2 separate regions of the Oryctolagus cuniculus genome follow, and region 1 is linked to region 2. Evidence: chromatin contacts called from public Micro-C data. All regions are on one chromosome and are shown on one strand. Each heading gives the region's core, a stretch centred on a gene start, on an enhancer-like site or on the middle of the called end of the contact. The rest is flanking DNA. Distances are from core to core; before and after follow the strand shown.

What was found. Hi-C and Micro-C count contacts between places; a contact is called where the count stands out from the background.
Region 1: a Micro-C map of ear pinna shows a contact between it and region 2, with 2.7 times the contacts expected there. The contact joins two enhancer-like sites. A contact is called at or near these places in 4 of 6 Hi-C or Micro-C datasets (ear pinna, psoas muscle, skin fibroblasts and 1 more).

Annotation. Positions count from the first base shown.
Region 1 is chr10:22,885,871-22,891,111 of mOryCun1.1, reverse strand. All of the region lies in intron 4 of TCF4 (transcription factor 4), which reads right to left. Among named protein-coding and RNA genes, the nearest start is that of TCF4, 190 kb to the right of the region's middle. Within about 2 kb of position 3,606, at least 4 of the 8 cell types and tissues checked have an H3K27ac peak or open chromatin away from gene starts, as enhancers often do. A contact at or near this core is called in ear pinna, where this site is marked.
Region 2 is chr10:22,788,162-22,792,897 of mOryCun1.1, reverse strand. All of the region lies in intron 2 of TCF4 (transcription factor 4), which reads right to left. Among named protein-coding and RNA genes, the nearest start is that of TCF4, 89 kb to the right of the region's middle. Within about 2 kb of position 1,352, at least 3 of the 8 cell types and tissues checked have an H3K27ac peak or open chromatin away from gene starts, as enhancers often do. A contact at or near this core is called in ear pinna, where this site is marked.

The sequences.
Region 1 (5,241 bases), core at 2,357-4,856, 96 kb before region 2:
GCGTCATCATAATTCTATTAGGCAAGTATCAAACTATTATTAATACTTTTACTCTACACGTGAGGAAAAAAGACTCAGAGTTAATCCACTTGACCTAGAGCACACAGCTAGAAACAGATGAGCCACAGCTTCTTCCCAAGCCACCCTGAAATGTCAGCATTATGCGGTGCCACGACAACCCATGTATTACTTGAGAAAGTATGACCATTAAAAATATATAATTATTACTTAGGAAAGCAAGCACCATATAAATAATTGATATCATATATATACATATAAATATATTTGTATTGCTTAAGAAAACTAGTCAGTGCTTTTCATATTATGTTAGTACCCAGTTTGAAAAAGGAGCCAGAATCCCAAGCTTGGGTTTGCTAAAAGGAATGAACACATATGTACCTAGGTACACACACACACACACACACACTCACACACACACATTTATACAATGCAGCCACACACACCTCAGCACCAATGCAGTGTATTGTGCCATTGTGTACTGTAGATCCTATTTCTCTGTATGCAGATCCACATTTTTATTACTAATTAAAATGTCCAGATGGTAAAATAACACCTGATCCGAGGGGCTTTTCAGTACAGTAATTGTCAGCGCTCAACTCCTACATTGTTAACAAATTGGAAAAATTGGCCTGTACTGAGTTTTCTAGACACTGTTTCCAAACCATCAGTAAAATGCAGTTAAAATTAATAATCTCAACACAAAAATGCCTGTGTTGAACTCTTTTACTAAGAAAAAACCCAGATGTTCAAAGTATTCCCATTAAAAGAAAGCTTTTGGACTCCAAGAGAAAGACTGTCGAATCACAGCAATACAGTTGTGGTTGATGGGGAAAAACCCAGCATAGAATAAAACAATGGAGTTGGAGCTACTCAATGTTCCATCATTTCATGAGGCCTTTTCTTTATATCATCTTTTGTTGGGGCAATGCAGGGGCATTAAATGATAACCAATTAAAAAATAGATATTTGGTTTTTAAGCTTTGTTTTTACTTTTATATAACAGGTGCATATCTAAATCAAAAACCAAAACCTATATTATCTGATAAGCTTTTCTAAAATACAGATTTTCATGTGACCCCTGCATTTCAGGTTAGGTGGTAGTTCATGAATAACAGACTTCTGGAAATGCTTTTAAAATGTTTAAGCAGTGACTTCCTAATCCTAAGTGGGTTCTTTTTTTCTCAAGCAAACATTTTTTTGCAAATATTTAGGCTGCTTTGATACGCAAATGTTCTCCCAAACATTTCTACCAGCCAGCCACTGAAATCTCTCCACAGACCCCAACCAATGGGAAAGTTTGCAAGGGAAATGTGAGAAGCAACTGGATGGGGGATACTGGCAGGCACATTGGCTGCACTGCCCACAAACAAATGTTGATTTTGTTGCAATACCTGAAAGAAAACCCTTGCAGGTCCTGGAAAAGCAACTACTTTAGAATTCTCAATCATGGGGCTGTAATTCTCATTGACTGAACCCACTGCTCCTGGGGAGGGTACAAGTGACCGCCCACAGGTTTCCTATTTCAGAGTCCAGTAACTCCAGTAAATGTGGCTTGCAGCTGGACAGTGAGCATCCCACCGCTTGAAAAAGAAAATGCCCACAGGAAGTATTAACGTGTGCAAGAGGGAACAGCAAAAGCGACAAATGATCATGACCAGAGTCCCAAGTCTTAGCAAGGAAAACTCCAGCCAGGGAAGCAGATGCATCTGGAGTCACCTTTACTCTAATGAATAACTCAAGAAATAAAACTCATGAAAAGGATGGTTTTCTATTAATAATAAAAGGTACCGAAAACTAACTTGTAAATAGATAACGACTACATGAGTAAAAACAAAAACAAAAACAAAAACTTCCCACATTCCCTTCCTCTTCCACGCTTCAAAAGCAGCCTCAAAACTTCCTATGCAGCAATGGGAATCCTTGATAACAAGTCAACAGACCATTTCAAAATATTTTGCCAGTTTACCTAAAGCTCATAAGCCATCATAGGCTAGCTACACTGAAAAACAAATGCAGATCTCAAGGTTCTGGTCGCTAATACCAAGCTAGGCATGGCTTAAGAAGCTATGAATTGGTCTACATTTGAGAATTTGGTGGGAGGAGAAAACTAACAGGGAATTAATCAAAGCCAGTGGAACACTCCCGCTCACAGAATTAAAAGGAGCAGCTTCTAGGCGACTAACCTGCTGCTCCCCACTTGCTCTTTCTCTTCTGCCCTCACTGCCTCATCTGCACACATTAGAAGTGGTCAAAGACTTCATCAGATGTGGTTTTGACAATAACAGCAAAGTGCCTAAAGCCACAGATTTTAATTGTGCCCCAAATACAGATTTTGGGGGCAAAATGGAACCAATCACAGCCGGAAGTGCCTTGAAAGAAAAGAAAAAGGAAACACCACCTTCAGCAGTTACTCTGTGCTTACTTGTACTGTATGAAAAGAAAATAAAAAAGCTCTCTAAAATGTCAGAATTAACCTATCGTTTCAGATTGCTTACAGGTGAAATTCTACCATCTGGATGGGCAGTTTGCCCGCATGAAAAAGAAACAAACAAAAAAAAAAGTGAAACCTTCTTCTGCCTGCTATTTTAACACAATAGATTTTAAAAGAAAGAGGACAGAGCCACCACAGTCTGCAGACACGGGTGCACACACATTGACACACACGCATGTATGCACAGGCACACAGGTTCGGATACAAGCTGCGGCAAAGCCAAAGTTGGAAAAAGAGACTGAAATAAAATTCTGCTTCTTAGAACTCTGAGAAATCGGTAAGAAGGAAAGCCTAGACATTCTAAATCACATCAACAGGGAGGGGAGTCAAAGTCCTCATTTAACAATTGTTGATACTTTCATTTTACTACGATATTCTTTAAAACCTGAGACCCCACATACTCAGGCTTCTGTCTTGTCCTAACAAGGCGTATTTATATTCTTTCTTTATGCTGGGCTAGCAACTTTGGGAATCAGGATTTGACTTTAAATAAACAGGAAACAGCATCTTAGGAACTCCCAGAGTTGTTTGCTATCATTTTAGAATCAAAATGCTTATAAATTTTATAGTTTATAAAGAAATAGGTTTTCAATATCCCTTTTTCTTATTCCTATCCTTATACTACAAACTTTTCTTTTAAAAACATCTTCCTTGGCCAAAAAAAAATTGTTTCACTGATTTTTTTTTTAAACTTAAAGACAAATATGAAATGGAGTCAGAATTCTGTGGTTCCCTTTCTAACCTTAGGGTCAAACTCAGTTTAACTTCATGCTACTGTGACAAACATGGTACCAGGTTGGCACAAATAGTTGTCAACCTAAAGCCCACATTTTGAAAGCAATTCACAGAGGGTTTATAAATCCATAGCTCTCTGGACTAAACGTCAGGATCTCTTTTCTGGGCGTTCTGGGTATCCATTTGGATGGCGTAGTATCTCCTAAAATTACATTTGAGGCACAACACGACACTGCAAGTGTTGAGTGAGAGAATTATGGGCACATTCTCAAACCCTTACACTAAACCGCAAAGGGAATAGATTAAAAAGAAAAAGCACTGAAGAAACAGCTATCATGGGGGTGAGGGGGAGACCATCCTTAATTTAGAAATCGAATACTTGCTTTTCTTCCGACCTTATGGGTAGCACACGGAGGGAGGCACCGGAGGATCTAAGCCCAAATACGTGATGAGGAGTTGCCAAAAAGCATGTGGATGAATAAACTGTTGTGGCGTAAATTTGCCAGCTAGAGGACAGCCCACAACACGCTGGGGCTTGGCTGTCCTAACATGTTTTACTATGTAAATTTAAATAGTCTTGAAAGGGAAAAGGAAAGAAGGGAAAAGGTAGCAGGATTTATATATATACACACACACACACACACACACACTCACACACACACACACATATATACACTTAAAAAAAGTTTGCCAGAAATTCTCACATTTGGATTACAAATAAAAGTACTTTCATTGCTATTACAAAAGGGGGGGGGGGTGGAATCTGGTTCTTAGGCTAACACTCATCACATGTTTCCTATGATGGAAATTTAGGGGGGTGGATTAAAGAGTTAAAGACTCCCTACCATTAATTTGCATCTGGTGCTTTTAGTGTGTGTGTGTGTTTTTTTCTTCCCTGAAAAGTTGGCAGAGCTGCCGATTTTCCATAATGCAAGCATTTGGGAATTGTGAGCGGAATGAAACCGATCCAATCTCCTGACTGCGACATGAATTTTCATTAATTACAACCTTGTCAGCAAAAGCATTATCAAAGCTGAATATGAAAATGCTAATGAGTCCTCATTTGCATATTTTTCTTTGTTGGAATGTCATTAATTATTACATTTTATGATGATGAATGCAGCTGTCGAAGCTCTCCGATGCATAATTAGCCATCAGAATGCCAGGAGCCGATCAGCATTTTTGGGTGAAAAAAAACAAATTTCACTTCCACTCTCCCCCATCCCAACACTACCAAACACACACACTCACACACACACACACAGACACACACACACACCCCTGATGACGACAGTCCTGAGGTTGGACTTTGGGGAAGTTGAAAAGGGCTAGGTTAAAGGGAATTTATTTCTGTGTTAAATTTATTTTGTTTTTAGCCGATAACAGTCCTATACAATAGAAGCAGTCCTTAATAAAAAAAAATCATTATTCCAGCTTAATTAATGCCACGCTTAATTATAACACCATGATGTCAGCGGTTTTAATTAAGTATTGGCTTCGTTACAAAAAAAAAAAAAAAAAAAAAAAACCTCCTTGCTGCAGTAAGAATCACAATACCCAGATTTGTGCAAATCATTTCTGCGAATTTTTGGTCCTCCGTGGTTCGTGAACTCTGCAGATACAAACAGGCAGCATGAAAACCCTATGCACAGACGCGTGCGCAGGAGAGGACAAGACGCGCACACGCACACTCACACACACCCACACTCAGCGAGCGGAGGGCAGACGCCGGACTTTCCTACTACGCGACTTGCATAGACTTCAGAGCTTACCTACTTGGCCACTTTTTTGAGCTAAAGTGTAAGTGAAGATGACAAAACATAGCTCATCCTCCCTCAGCCGCTGGGAACGGTGTTTATAAGTAAAAAAAGAAAAACAACACCGAGCAGATGGGACCATTACACATGACCAAACCAATCAATCACAGATGAAGGGCCCAGGTGCAGCGCAGCCGTGCAACAACGCACCATTTCACAGTCTGTCAGACACACACA
Region 2 (4,736 bases), core at 103-2,602:
ATAAGTCCAACACACACAGGAGGGTCTGAGGCTGCTACTTGCCAGTTCTCGATCCGCATTTTCGATTTAGCAGACGAAGTTAAATGTTCAATGCAGAAACGTTAGCCATGATAACACACATATTCAAATGCCTACAATGTCATCACACACCCCAAAGATATTTCACCAGAAACACACACACTCATTCATTTCAACAGAATTATTCCAATTATGTTTTCCTTACCTAAGACTTAACATACTTCTGTACAGTTCACTTGCACACCAACGGGTAACTGCACACATGAAGATGAAGACCCGAACATCTTTACAGCCACAGCACTGCTGGCAACCACAGAGGTAACCACTGATTTCTAACCTCGACTGAATTATTGTTGGAGAATGCTGGGGGAGAAGAGTTTGGTGTGTATTAAGTACACAGAGAAATCACTTGGCTAACAGACTGGGCTCAAGTGTTGTTGGTAATGAGTTCCCCTCATTTTCTGCATTGCCCTGAAAAGATCTAGGCTGAACTAGCCCTGCTGCAGTCACTTCAGTAAGATGGAGGAACTGATCTGGGTGACCTGGAAGTGGCTACAACCAGGAGGAAAAACTGATGATTATTTGTCGCCTAACAAGCCACATCCTCAAGCTGGCGCTTCCCCAAACAACAGAACCAGTGAGAGAAATGGGGTCTCCTGACTGAAGAACCAGCAGCAATGGGAAGAGGTGGTTGGAGGACCCCCCCCAACACACCCAACACACAATGTGCCCCAAATCCCTCTACCATGAAACAAATTGACTCTCAAAACCCCATATCACTTGATATGTGAACTGCAGAGTCATTAAAATGAAACAAAAACATCTTCAGCAAACACTGCTGCTTTCAATTGGTCTGACCACGGTCTCAGCCCGTCCACGCCACCGTTCCCTGTAACCACACTGCCACTCCTGAATCTCCCTGCGACAGCAGTTCCCTGCCACCACTTCTAAGAATGGTTTTTGAATGTCAATATTCTGGTGAATTTTCAGACGTAGTTATTATTTCTAATGATAACTGAGAAACTGCCCGGTTATATTTTGCTTCTCAAAATTTGATCATGCTAATAACTTTCAAAATACTCACTGAGCAGTTAATAAGAGCCAAACACTGTTCTCAGAGCTTTAACTGTACTAACTCATTTAATTCTCGTAGCCCAACGAAGTAGATACTTATATTATCCTCGTTTTATACAGAAATTAAATAATTGTGTTGCCCCAGGCTTCAGGTAGCAAGTGGCAGAACTGAGATTAAAAGCCGGAATCGGTGCTGGAAAGCCCACCCTTTCCAGCTCACACTTGTTCTCCAGCTAGAAAACACCAGAAATCTGCAGAGTAAACACTGTTGCCGTGCATGCCCTGTTATTCCTGGAAACACTTAATAACAAACTGCAAATAACAAACCGCAATACATGCTCAGTGCAACAAGCCTTCATTTCACAATCCCTATAAGAAATCTGCTTACTTTTGGAAAGGATGGGCTGACTTTAAAAATCCAAACAAAACCTAATTTGTATTTTGATTAACTGTTAAACAGATTATATGAAGTAAACATCAGCATATATCTTCTCTCAAAAAATCACAGGAAGACTCCTTTAAGTTTAAAAAAAAAAACATATTTTTAACAGGAAAAAGACTCCCGTTCCTGAGTTTGACAAATGCCTAACGCCTGAATAATCTGTACCAAAAATCAGATTAGTTGGCATTAAAGTCTATCTATGTGTGTCCTATTTCTACAAGTACTAAAGGACCATTACTGCTCCCTTACTGCCCCCAAGTATTACGATTTTCTAAAGCAATGTTACACACAGGATGGGATTTTTGAATGATATTGCTGAAGGACTGACATAGAGCTTTGAGGTTACCTTAGTTACTCTTTCCCTGATAAAAGTACAGTTACTTAAAGGCAAGCACAATAGCAACCGGACACATGCACAGACACACCACCATATACCCAGTTCAGACACTGACAGTGTTTCTTGTGTTTCCAGTGTTAATGCACTGTGTAGAAAACTACACTCACGGAAATATTCAGCGCCTCTCTTGCCAGGACAGCCTGCAAAAAAAAAAAAAAAGCCCCCGGATTTGTAAACAAAATCGAGTTCATTTTGAAAAATATGGATCACAAATGGCATGATCCCCTTTAAATATACAAGGAATCTTCAAAAAGCTCATGGAAAACACACATTCTGCAGAAACTGTGCAGACATTTCAAAATTATTTGCACCACAATAAACTGGCTTTTTAATTTTATTTCTCCACAAGCCTTCTGAATCATCCTCAAGTAGTTGAAAAGCAACTCAGGTCATCAGGGGTGAAATCTCGTAATGGCTGAATGTGACACCTAAAGCAATCCCCCCAAAAGGACTACCCCAAAAGGTAGTCCCTGTACACTAGGAGGAGGGCCACGTTCCTCAAAATCTTAAGTCACATGAATCATTAGGTCCTGAAATAGCCCCCAACCCTGTGTCCTACAGGAATTTCACAAAGCCAGACATTAATCTGGGGGTCTGTGCCAAAAATGGAAGGCCCAGCAGGTCGGGGGGTGGGGGATCACAAGAACTGAAACTTTTGGGATGGCAGCCAGGGAAATTCCTTTGACAATCAGTCCTATCTTCACCCTGAGGCTACCTTTCAAAGGTTGAAGTAAGTACTTTCTTTGGAAATCTTTATACATGAAAATGGTTGGAAATAATTACCTAAAGGAAGAATCCTAAGGAAGAAGTAAGAGAAATGAAAGCAAAAGCAAAGATTTTTTTTTAACCAACACTGGCCTTCCACTCTCTCACACTGTTTTTCTCTTTCACATTTGTCTCCTTTAAATTTCTATCAAACCATCCAAAAGTTGTACTTACACAATTTACATTTATTAAATAAAAACTTTCTATAAAAAAATGTCTACCAAACCAAGGCCAAGTCTCCCCCTCCCCATGTCTCCCCATGTTCTATGTGGTGTCACTCAATGAGTGAGACTGGCAGTAATCACATCTTCTGACTCAAGGCTAAGGAGACGCGTCCATCACCTGTAACTCCAGAGGTGACTCTCCGTCTGCCCCTCAGACTGCCTGAGTCACAGCGGAGGACCCAGGGAGAGCTCCATCCCATTATTTGTCTAAAGAGGCGTGGCAATGTTGGGCGTTTTGATAGATACAGCAAAAAAAAAAAAAAAGAGCTTAAAAAAATCAGAAATGTTTATAATATTCTCCAGAACATTCTCATGTGTTTTTAAATTTTTTAAATATATTCAAGTATTATATGACTCTATGACTCTAAACCATGCATTCCAGCCACAGTCTTTCCAACAAACCTCAGTCAAGAACGTCTAGTGATTCAACTTCTGACGGCAACAGATGAAACTTTTTTAATAGAGACTGGGCTTATAAAATACAAGTTACATAAATATTTACCTCCACTTCCATACAAATAGGAAGTGACAAATTCTGTCAATATATCTGGCAATTGAAACTCTAAAATACAAAGTTTGTAAAGATCTCCATTCAAGGCACCTTCCTTTAAAGGAGGTTGCTTGTTACTCTTCTGTGCTTCACGGAAACAGAACAGCAGTTAGCCATGAGGGTGGATTTTCATTTATTTGAATACATCAGTCGGTAGAAGGGGAAATGATATTGGCTGTGTGTTTATGAGCTGCATTAGAAATCTGAACAATAGCAGACCTTTACCAAAACAAAAATAAAATATGAGTCAACAAGATCTTTGCCAAACAGAGGTCTCAGGACAGCCTTGTTCAGCCTTCTGGGAATCCCACTCCAATAAGCGCAATAAAAGCAGGACGTGCCTCATTTCCTTCAGCGCTCACCATGCCTCTCTTGGAGATGTTTGTAAATTTCCTTCCTCTACGCATCAAGCTGGCAAACTGTCGTCATTTCTTCGGGGTAATAATATCCTGTTGATGTCTGGGTAGATCTGTTTTGAGTGTTCCTTCCACATACCACATATACTTTTACTATTATTTTTCAACACAATACAATAAATTATTTTCCCACATATCTGGACACAGTTCAGCAAGGTAGGATTGCAAAGGGCGAACAGTAGGACATTTTAATAAAATGCTAGGTTTTATTTTTGGATTTACAACCTAGATTTAGGTAAAAAAGTAAATTCAATAGTAGAAAAATAAATTCTCTGCTATTTCAGAAGCTAAAAATAGTTCCCTAACACTATTTGAATAATGTAAATATTGTCATTCAACTTCTGTGCTGGAGTTTGGAAATTTCATATAGCAAAAGAGGTACCTTAGCATCAAAAAACTGACTTGTGAAAATGGCAACTTTTATTTTACTGGATATACAAACTGCACCAAGTACTTTTAAGAACAGAAATCTAAATTCATTCTCAAAGTAGGCAGATAGAGCATAACTTCAGTCAAATGTACTGAATGATTAAAACTTACTCTGAATAAATGTTTTTCAAAAAACTTAAGAAGGTATTTGGGCATAAATGTGTACTTCCTGGACAAAACATATTATTACCTAAGCTAATAACTCCTAATAGATTTACATTTCTTAAGAAAGTTACATGCTCTAAAGAGAGAAAATTACAGATGGCAATTTTGAAAAATAATACAAAAAGTGAAAGGACAGACCAATAGTCCATTAATGGAACTTGCAATTGGGCAGACATTCTGGTTGTAAACACAGCAAAAGCTGATTTGTGAAATATTGGAAATAACTGAAAGTGTCTGCAAAGCACACGACTTCACA